Regions from separate parts of the Hordeum vulgare genome. Here regions 2, 3 and 4 are each linked to region 1. The links are chromatin contacts, called in public Hi-C maps. All regions are on one chromosome and are shown on one strand. The core of a region is the stretch at or near the end of the contact, and the rest is flanking DNA. Distances in the headings are between cores, read along the strand shown. Region 1 holds the start of LOC123400214 (serine/arginine-rich SC35-like splicing factor SCL30). Region 2 holds the start of LOC123399829 (nuclear pore complex protein NUP93A-like). Region 3 holds the start of LOC123395453 (protein rough sheath 2 homolog). Region 4 holds the start of LOC123395538.

The links. Hi-C and Micro-C count contacts between places; a contact is called where the count stands out from the background.
Region 2: a Hi-C map of seedling shows a contact between it and region 1, with 7 times the contacts expected there. The contact joins the promoter of LOC123399829 here to the promoter of LOC123400214 in region 1. A contact is called at or near these places in 3 of 6 Hi-C or Micro-C datasets (leaf and seedling).
Region 3: a contact with region 1 is called in a Hi-C map of leaf, with 10 times the contacts expected there. The contact joins the promoter of LOC123395453 here to the promoter of LOC123400214 in region 1. A contact is called at or near these places in 5 of 6 Hi-C or Micro-C datasets (leaf, seedling and an unstated tissue) and 1 of 1 datasets of contacts at active chromatin or transcription factors (embryo).
Region 4: a contact with region 1 is called in a Hi-C map of seedling, with 4 times the contacts expected there. The contact joins the promoter of LOC123395538 here to the promoter of LOC123400214 in region 1. A contact is called at or near these places in 3 of 6 Hi-C or Micro-C datasets (leaf and seedling) and 1 of 1 datasets of contacts at active chromatin or transcription factors (embryo).

What each region holds. Positions count from the first base shown.
Region 1 is chr5H:90,183,239-90,185,817 of MorexV3_pseudomolecules_assembly, reverse strand. LOC123400214 (serine/arginine-rich SC35-like splicing factor SCL30) reads right to left here and starts at 1,286. Exons shown (of 8, transcript XM_045094642.1): 1 at 1,159-1,286; 2 at 37-277. The coding sequence starts at 269.
Region 2 is chr5H:91,135,737-91,138,315 of MorexV3_pseudomolecules_assembly, reverse strand. It overlaps LOC123399829 (nuclear pore complex protein NUP93A-like), which reads left to right and starts at 1,290. Exons shown (of 15, transcript XM_045094208.1): 1 at 1,290-1,503; 2 at 1,615-1,706; 3 at 1,841-1,907. The coding sequence starts at 1,381.
Region 3 is chr5H:90,996,164-90,998,742 of MorexV3_pseudomolecules_assembly, reverse strand. LOC123395453 (protein rough sheath 2 homolog) reads right to left here and starts at 1,278. Exons shown (of 2, transcript XM_045090456.1): 1 at 935-1,278.
Region 4 is chr5H:89,432,386-89,434,964 of MorexV3_pseudomolecules_assembly, reverse strand. LOC123395538 reads left to right here and starts at 1,286. Exons shown (of 1, transcript XM_045090552.1): 1 at 1,286-2,577. The coding sequence starts at 1,527. The coding sequence ends at 2,282.

The sequences.
Region 1 (2,579 bases), core at 37-2,536:
AACAGACAAGGGGCATCCATGTCAAAGCCTATGCACCTGGCGCTTAGTGGGATGTTGCGGACCAAGAGACTTCCAGAACCCTGCTCCTTTCGTCCTCCATATCCACCCCTCCTAGGGGGACTTCTTCCTCTGCCACCATATCCCCTCCTTGGGGGGCTGCGGTGCGGGGGGCTGCCACCATATCCCCTCCTTGGGGGACTACGATGTGCAGGGCTACCGCCATAACCCCTCCTCGGGGGACTACGGTGTGGGGGGCTGTACCTCCTCATGGTACTGTCTGTAATCAATAATTCAATATTACATACAATGTATAGGAAATGTCCAGGACATGCAGACAGATGGAACCAAATTAAAAAAAAAACTAGTGGATTTATCAACAAGTATGGTTTATCAAAACAATAGTGTTTACTGCCAACAGAAATTTTGGATAAGAAAACCTGTAAAATCTGCTATTTTGGATTTCCTAAACCTTGCCACAGACAAGAGAAAATGTTCAATGAACATATCATTGGGTTAATGCAAGCACAACCATGTACTGTGTGACATAGCAAGTAACAAAATAATTCCACAATCAAAATTTGCATAATCCAACACTGAATCCATCTTGACAGGCTCTGCACAGTTCATTGGATAAACCTGAAAGCTACAAAGACCCCACCGAAGGTTCACATACACGACATCAAAATGCTACTCACCAGACATAGGACGATGCAATTTGTCAAGAATACCAATTACAGCATACGCACATCACCATTCTCAAAACAATCTATCTGAAGATATAACTACGCCATTGGGCTAAACGATTCACGGGTTGACATAAAGCATGGGTGTCTGCAGCCACAAGATTGGCATGCCAAAGGCAGCAGTTTTGACGCCAAAAGCACCAAGGCGCCGTAGCGCACCAGATTTCGAACCGCCATCTCAGGTAAAAGGAAGCTCAAGATTGGCACGGTGGCGTGGCTGGAGAGAAACATCCAAGTGCTAGGCAACCATTTGCGAAGCCCACGCGGATCTACACGCCCGTCGAAGACTTAGGGTTCGCGGAGGAAAGACCACGCAAGCGGCCGAGCAAACATGCACACACGAATACGCTCGCAAGCAAGCTGAGACGGGGAAGGGGGGCGAGAGGGAGGGAGGGAGGGAGGGAGGGAGAGTTACTGCGCGTGGTCCGGGGAGCGCCCGGGGAGGTCCGCCGCCGCGGGGGTGCGAAGGGGAATGGGGAAACCGAAATGAGGGCAGAGATAGGTCGATGCTGGTGGGGAAGGCGCGATAGAGAGATAGATGGCTGGCCGGGTTATATGGGCCTTTTAGAATTTGGGCCTGTGGTCGTTCACTCCATTTGTTTCAAAAAAAAAAAAGTACTCGGAGCAAAAGTTGTTCCGATATGAAATGTACTCGGAGCAACATGCCGATTTTAGAAGCAATCTGGAGCAAGAATGGAGCGGCATCCAAAATGCACAGTCCATGGAGGCTATGAGCAACAAACTGGCTGACATATCTTTTTCCTTGACCCAATGAAGCAATGCAACTACAGGCAATGTGAGTCGCGAGATTACAAAAATGAAACGAGAACTAGCCTCTTTACGGAATGACCCCTTGAGGATATCTCCTACATGTGGGGAGTCAAAATTGATAGATCACCTTATGGAGCTCTATCACATGAAGGAAACTTTGCATCGACAACGTTCGGGGGTAGCTTGGCTCAAAGATGGTGATAAAAACACCAAGTATTTGCAGAGACGCGCCAGTATGCGCAGGCAAAAAAAAACATGATCAAAAGTCTGACTCGGAAGGATGGGACTGTCACGCATGACCACGGTGAGATGGCATCTCTTACGAACGAATACTATAAAAATCTTTCTGGAGCTGAAGGGACGTCAGGAATGAACGTGGTGCTCGATAGTGTGCCTAATAAGGTAACAGAAGAGATGAATAATATGTTGAATGCTAAGTTTTCAGATGAGGAAATAAAGACAATCCTTTTTCATATGTTTCCCACAAAGCATCGGGTCCGAATGGCTACCGTGCACACTTTTTCAGAGGCATTGGGATATTTGTGGCAACGAGGTAACTAATATTGTGCTTCGGATCCTACGTGGGGAAGTGAGTGTGGATTTTTACCTACTAATAAAGCAATTAGTGCTTTTGTCGTTCGTCATTAATATTATCCTCAAAGTTGACATAAATTACCCACTGTGCCATCCATAAGTAAAGAAAACGCTTTGATTTTTCTTTCCAAAAGTCGCGGTGTAGTCCTTTATTTCATGGGTTGTTGCTATAGCAGCACCAATGGACTAGAGATGTAGTGGCTGAGGCCTATCACTTCTAGCTAGGAGAGCAGGGTTCGATCTCCATCTTGCACATTCTTTTACTTTTCCTTTTCTCACACAACGCCTTCCCCTATGTGTGTACCTTCATGAGCCGGGCTGGCCCATCTGTTGATCTAGACTCCGTTGTCTTTTTTAATTTTATTTTTCTTGTCTTATTCTGTTCTTTTCCTTCTTTGTATTAATTCGGGTTTTCTAAATTTCAAATATGGTGAGTTTTAAAGAAACGTTCGAGAAATTATAAAATGCATG
Region 2 (2,579 bases), core at 41-2,540, 950 kb before region 1:
AACAAGTGTCCCTTTTTTATAAATGAGGCATTGAGTTCCAGTAGCATTAGCACATGTGTATTTTTCTTGTATAGGAATAACCTTTTCTCACTTTTATTTGTACTTTTATTACTTTTTAACACGAGTTTATTTTTTATGTGTAGAAAGGGTGTTTTCTCATTTTTGTCAGTCTTTTTGTTTGCATTTTTGGCATAACTATGTGTTTGCTTGCTTGGTGGTCCAAAGTCACGATAGTTTTATTATAGAGTTATTTTTTATAGTTCAAAGTAATTTATAATAATAATTAAAGATAAAAAATTAGGGTCATGCGTAGCTACCATCATGGATAGCAAATTATTTCTGAACTAAATATAGTAATAGATAAAAAGATAAAGAAATCCAAGCACTGAACATTTATAGTATACATTGAACATTTTCGTAATATACAATGAACATTTCTTAAATAGACATTGAATCTTTTGTGATATACGCTGAACAATTTGAGAAAACAAATGGAACCATTTTGTGATATACGTCGTACAATTTGGAAATACATATTAAACATTTGTCAATACAATAAATAATTTGAAAATACACATTGAACATTTTCGTAATATACAATGAACATTTCTTAAATACACATTGAACCTTTTTTTGACATACGTTGAACAATTTGAAAAAACACATGGAACCATTTTGCGATATATGCTGAACAATTTGAAAATAGACATTGAACATTTGTCATTTACATTAAATAATTTGGAAATACAGATTAAACATTTAGTAATATACATTAAACATATTTTAAATGCACAATAAACATTTTGCTAATGTACAGTGAATCTTTTGTTAAATATACAATGAACATTTTTGTAATCCACGATGAACTCTTATATAATACACAAAAATAAAAAGAAAAAGTACAAAATAAATACAAGAAACACAAATTATTCATCAAAACATTTCCTCATAATGCAAAAATAAACGACAAAACATTTCCTTATAAAGTATTAATGGACGAAAAATGAAAAAAAGAAAAGAGAAAGAAAATAAAGAAAAGAAAGAAAAAGATAAAACCAGAAAAAAAGAACATGAAATAACCAGAGAGTAAAACAAAACAAAAAAGGCAACTGAAGAAAACACAACAAAACAATTGAAAAACCAGACAAAACATTGAGAAAATCGAAAGAAAAAACCACAGAAAAAAACACACAGGAAACGGCGGACGAGCAAAACACAATGCCGTACGTGGGCCGGCCCAACCGGACGGTCGCCTCAGCGAAGGCTCAACATTCTGACGCTAACGAGCGTCCAATAGGGTTCGCCAGTCCAAAACCCCCAGTTCGAGCGCGGCGCCGGAGCACAGATAGCTCCCCGTGAACACCTCCATCTACGGCGGCGATGGCCGGCGTCGGAGCCGATGGCGGAGGAGATACGGAGATGGGCGGCTGGTCAGAGCTTCTCAACACCTCCACCAAGCTCCTCGAGCAGGCCGCCCTCACCCCTCACTTCCCTGCCCTCCAGGTGATGCATCGCGCTCTTCCTTGCCCTCCTCGCCCGCATCTATCTCTTGCCGCGCCCGAGCCTCCCTTGCTTTTTTCCGCCTGATGGGTTCGTTGTTGTTGGCCCGCGCAGAGGAACCTGGACCAGCTCGAGGTGCTCTCCACCAAGCTCAAGGCCAAGACGATCCGCGCCGAGGCGCCGTCACAGTCGCTCTCCGCCACCAGGTTGCTCTCCTGGACCCCTTTAGTTAACTCTGAGAGAGCCTCTCTGCCCATCTCCCCGTCGTGTTTCGTTCGAATCAGGATTGCCGCTTCTGGTGTTTTGGATTGGACTTAGGGTTTCGGCTGTGCATCTGCAGGTTGCTGGCGCGCGAGGGGATCAATGCTGAGCAGCTCACCAGAGACCTCAAGTCATTCGAACTCAAGGTGATTAGCTTGTAAACCTGGAAAATGCATGCAGGGTTCATTTCAGAGAATGCTATATAGATAATCTTATGTGTCGGTCGTTTAGACGAGGCAGTTGATTTTCGTAGTCTTGACATTTTGTGCTGCACTCTTTTTTCTTTCATCCATAGCCGACTATCGGGGCTCTTCACTTGTTTTTTTCGATTAGCAGTATTAATAACTTCCTTACTTCACGAAGAGGCAGAACTCGTGCTGGTTGCCTGAAAGAAAAGAATAACATGAATAACGTCACCTTCTTAGCTTCTTACATAAGATCCTAGTTTAACTTTTAGACACACATTCCCTAGTCTTTTTTTGAGCTTGTAATCCACTTTATTAATACACACTCCCTATGTCTGGAGGCTGCAAATCACTCGCTTATCTGAAACAATGTTTTCTAGTCTCAGTTGAGGCAATGTAGTGTTTTCATGTAAAGTTTCCTACTCAAAGTCAGAAAATATTGTTGTGAGTGGTCAAGTCAGATTTTACTACTTATCATAGTGTAACAATCTTTCGCCACCAATTAGGCCAGCACGTATTACCTCAATATTGTTTTCTACCCTGTTGGTCAATGTATATATCCGCTTGCTTGTTACTGTACATCTACAGCTCTTGAATATCACTCAGGCAACATGTTATCAGTATACATCATAG
Region 3 (2,579 bases), core at 29-2,528, 810 kb before region 1:
AGCCTACTTCTCATAGTGGGAGCTGTATATAGTTGTCAAGATTGGTTGGTCTTATGGAGTTCATCTTCTAATTCAATCATGAAAAGGAAGAAAATCACACATTCAAGCCAGATAAATCAGTGAGGTGTTCCACCCTTGGACCATTGAATGTTTCCCCTTTTTACAGGTTATTACTGACAAACTGATTGCGGTGTTGGGGTTCATATAAACTGCAGGTAGTGTAATGGCATATATGATGAAACTTAGATCTGTGAAACTTGGTGTGTTTGTGTCCTTCAGATTATACAGAAAAAAAAACTCTTGTGTCTACGTGAATATTCCAAAGAGAGGGTATGGAGGGAGAAACAAGGAACTGTAATCATGAATCAATCAAGAGGAAATGACGTTGTAGGAAATTTTGGGAAATCTCTTACAAAAAGAAGCTGGACAGTTCTCTTCCCTTTACCAATAATACAAGGAAGCATTTCATACACTGGGAAGCACTCTAAATAGTGATGCTTCTTCGAGCATTGCATACCCTCGGAAGCACCCTAAATAGCTATGCTTCAATTAAGATGCCATCAGTGAATGAAGAACCGAAAAGGAACACGGCAATAAAGAATCTAAGCAACCAGCGCATTCATCACGGAGTAGTAAAGATCCAGAAAGCTTGTAGAGCCAAGAACACAAGCAGGTAATTAAGACGGTCAGAGGACATCAGTCCCCACTCCATACTTCCTAGCCATCCACTCTACATCTCCAACAGTGAAAAAAAGATGTACTCCTACCTAGTAGACCAACAACCCGCGTCGTCAAAGCAGCGGGACGGAAATAAAATTGTTTCAGAACCAGCTAAGCAGGAAAGATGAACAAAGATGTCACTACAGGTTGAAGAAGAGGATGAATTTGCTCAAAGAAGAAGAGGAAGAGGACGAAGAAGAAGAAGAATACTTACAGAGGCACCACTACACCATGCTGTTCTTGCGCTGTTCTTGGCGTCTCTGAATCAACAACAGTTGCAGGAGAGAGAGACAGCCGAAAATTATTGCAAGGGAGGGGGGAGATCTCAACCGAAAGATTCTTTCTCTTCTCTTCGCCCAGCTCAGCTCGGAGTGACTAGGGTGGGAGGGAGGTGCTGTGGTGTTGCCTGTTGGTGGTTCAGAGTGTGTATGCGTATATATGGAAGTGGGGGTGGAAAGGAGGGGAGGAGACAGGAGGCAGCGAGAAATTAGGGCACGCGAGGCAGACGCAGGGCAGGGGGGAAGGAAAAGACGGGGGAGGAAAAGGGACGGGCGGAAAGGAGAGGCGTCCGTATTTATAGACACGGAAGCAAACACAGGAAAAGCTAGCGAGCATGGCGTGGCATGGCATGGCCAGCCACAGTTGCGATGCGATGCGAGCGCCATCACCGTGCATGCAGCCAGAGCCAGGCACGGCCACACATGGACCATGCGCACATGGAGCCATGGAGAGACGGGGACGGACGTGCGTTCGTGCATCTCCCCTCTCCCTCTCCCTCTCTCTCTCTCTCTAGCTTGGTCGAGCTGACTTCACAGTGGCTGTGGAGCAGGGAGGAAGAGAGAGAGGGAGGCCATGCAGCCAGGCACTTCACTGTTGGAGAGGAGATGGAACAATGGCAACGGCAGGTGGAGCCTCTCTGGATGGATGGGCTCAAATCAAATAATTTCCCCCGCGCGTCTCTAGGCCATTTCCTTGCAGATGCGTGCCTCCTCCTTTTTCCTTTCGCCTTTGTTCGCCGGCCATGAAATTTACTGCCGCGCACTGTATTACTAGGGGGAAATGGCTGTGCCGTGTCCCCGAAACTGGCCCCTCCACTGTGCTTCAAACCCATGCATGATGCCGCGCAGAGAACGTCGACAAAAGTAATCCATGCAGCGAAACAAAAACAGAATTTGTGTAGAGGGGGGAAATAAAGAAGGGAATGAAAAAGGGTTCCCGTGGAGCAGCGTGCTCGATCCATCTCTGCGTGACCTTGTAAAACGCACTTTTGACAAGATCACTGCCTGGTATCGTTAAAGTGGATCCGTGGAGGTGGAGCACGAATCAAGATCACCTGAACAAAAGGTGGGGGGCTTCCTTCTCCTTGTTTAATGCTGGCATACTTTTTTTATGGAGGAGCAGCCAACTGTTTCATCAACGACTGAAAAGAAGCAGATACTGTTGGTTGTGTATAGAGGTTGCATCTTCATGGACGGAGCAGTCGTTATTAAAGAGCAAAAAAGATGAGAGTTCGGGACGGCTGAATCTTCCGGATGGGATCATGTCCGATGATGCACAACAACGACAATTACTACTGTTTACCAAGCGCGTGTGTTTCGAGGGCAAATAAATCTTGCAAAAAAAATTGGACGCTGCCATCCGAGGGAAAAGTTTAGGACTCCGCTGCAAATCTGTCATCAGAATTTATAGAGAAGAGTATACTTTTTATCCCTTAATTTTTGGTGGAGTCTGAATTTAATTTCTTAATTTTAGAATCAGATAACTTGCACCTTCAACAACTAAACCAGACGTGGTTCAACCCTGACCTCGACCAATGACCAAGGTAGAGGGTGGCCAGTATGGGTCATGGCCCATCCTAC
Region 4 (2,579 bases), core at 37-2,536, 750 kb after region 1:
GTGATGGCCCAACGCATCGACCCATTACCAAAACACGTCCGCACCGACCCATTTCTGGCTCAAATTTGAGATTGAAATGCGTCAGCGCAGACGTGAAACAGACGCGCGCGCATCTTCTCGGTGTCCGCCAACCACGGGCAACCAACTTAATTTATGAAGACCACCCTCCGCGGGCTCACGCGTCAGCGGTCGCGGTCGGCCTTTTTTTAATTCGAGCGTGCGGTGGGTTTGGCCTCATCTGCTTCCAGACCCCCCCCCCCCCCCCGGTTCCCATCTCGCCACCTCGTTGACGACCAAACCCTAGAGCACCACGTGACATGGACGACTCCTTTCAAAACAAGGGCAAGGCCCTCGTCTACCCCCGCGTGATCTCCGTGTCGGCGACTTCCCGCCAGCCTCACGAGCGTGTCAGTGTCCCGGTGCACCAAGCGCCGGTAAAAATGGGTCGGGCCAGCGTTGGGCGCATGCGCCGACCCAAACGCCGAACCGGATGTTGGTGTCCGTCGAACGGACCCAAACGGACAAAAGATGGACAAAATCGCCGTCCGTTTGGGTTGACCGGTTGGAGTTGTTCTTATATGATTTTTTTAATAATTTCTTTTGTAAATTGGGGACTGTATTTTAATTTCCATTCCGGGGCCTCTCGAATTCGTGAAGACGGACCCGCTTACCTGTATCCAAGCAAAGCTATCATGGGCGCGCACATGACAACTGCTGCCCCGCGCGGTCGAGCAGCGGCACATGGGAAGACGCACATGAAACCGCACTGATTAACGCAATGCAATGCAGCCACGGGCATCTCTCATGCAGTACTGCGAATCTGCGTATCCCCCAGATCTGGGTGCTAGCCGCGACATGCAGGGGCTGAAGCTTCCTGAAATGCATGGTGGGAAATCTGGACGTCGCAGGCGTGAAATAGTACAGAAATCTCCAGGTTATGTGTTGGTACTTGATTAGTTGGTTAGGGAAACGCGTACAAATTCATTCGAGAGGAACTAAACGTTCGAAATTCCAGTACCAAGCTCCAGTCAAAACAAATTAAATCAGTACCAAGGCCGCTGGCACGGAAGCACGGAGATTTATGTGCCTGGTGTGGACTGCGGTGGAAGCAAGTTCTGAACTTGAGAATTCTCTTTGGTGACTTGAGATTCTATCATTCTAACAAAGAAGATGTTTATATTCGTCAGAAAAGAAAGAAGATGTTTGTCGTCGAGACAGAATCTCCAGCGACCCTTTTTCCTGCGCGCACTCAAATGCGATTCCCACACAAATAGGAAAAGAAAAAGCGTAAAGAAGTGTGACGCACAGGCACAGCTCACGCAGCGACATGATCACCATCTGATAAAAAACTGAGGCAATCCCATCACAAAGAGATGAAATAAAAGAAGAAACGGTGCCATGTCCTGTCCTCTCCTCTCCTCACTGAGACTCAGACGACCTCCCGTCGCCTCTTCTCCACACTCACCTCCGGCTCCAAGGCATAAACCTCTCCCTCCCTCCCTATCTGGCAATCATCATTGTCAACAATGGCGGAACCCAAGGCGGCCAAGAGCAAGTCGTCGTCCAAGTCCAAGAAACACCACCACCAACCGGGGGACGGCGAGGCGTCCAAGAAGGCCACCAAGGCGAAGGCCGAGGCCACGGCCGCACCGGCGCCGTCGCTCGACGCGCACTTCAAGCCGTGCGCCGACGTGGCGGGCCTCCGCTTCGGCGCTCAGCTCGTCACGCGCGCGCTCACCGTGCGCCGCGCCGGGCCGCTCGAGCTGCCGCACCTGCTCCGAGTAGCCGTCCCTGACGCCGGCACCGGGCAGGATGCCAAGGACAAAGGGACGCAGCCGCTGTCGTTCGCGCCGACGACGACCGCGTACATCCCGACCAACTTCGCCATCCTGGCGCACCACGCGTGGCACACGCTCACGCTCGGGCTCGGCACCAAGAACTCCAAGGCTGCCGTCTTCGTCTTCGAGTCAGCCGCCATGAAGGCCATCGCCGACGCCGCCTGGCCGCAGGTCCTGCCGCTCGGGGACGTCGGAAAGCGCCTCCTCCGTGCCGCCCCGGGCGCGCCGGAGATGGCCCGCTTCAAGTTCCGCAAGGGCTGCGTCACCTTCTACATCTACGCCGTCCGGACCGCCCGCGCGCGCGGCTTCGCGCGCGCCGACGAGCTCAGGGCGGTCATCGAGGCAGTCGCCAAGCTCAAGGACTTCTTGGACCACACTGCCATGCTCGCGCTTCCGGGTCAGAGGAGCATTGACGCCGCCGCTCCGGTCGGCATCGTGCATTGATGCAAACTTACATTTGCTTTTCTGTATAGAGATATCTTCTTCCTTCTTCTCCTTTCGTTCTGGCGTGTGATTAATTTCTGAATGTGGCATCTAAAAAAAAAACTGAATGTGAGCACTTGTTTTGTGGATTGAGATGCTGAGAAATTCCTGAAACTCTCCAATTAGTCCATTGGCGATTGGCATCAGGAGATGTAACTGTAATTCACTCTTAGCCTTAGGCATATGTTCCAGGTTGGAAAATGGGAAGCTGATCTTAGCCCTCTGCAATATTATAAGTGAATCTTCAACAGTCTAAGT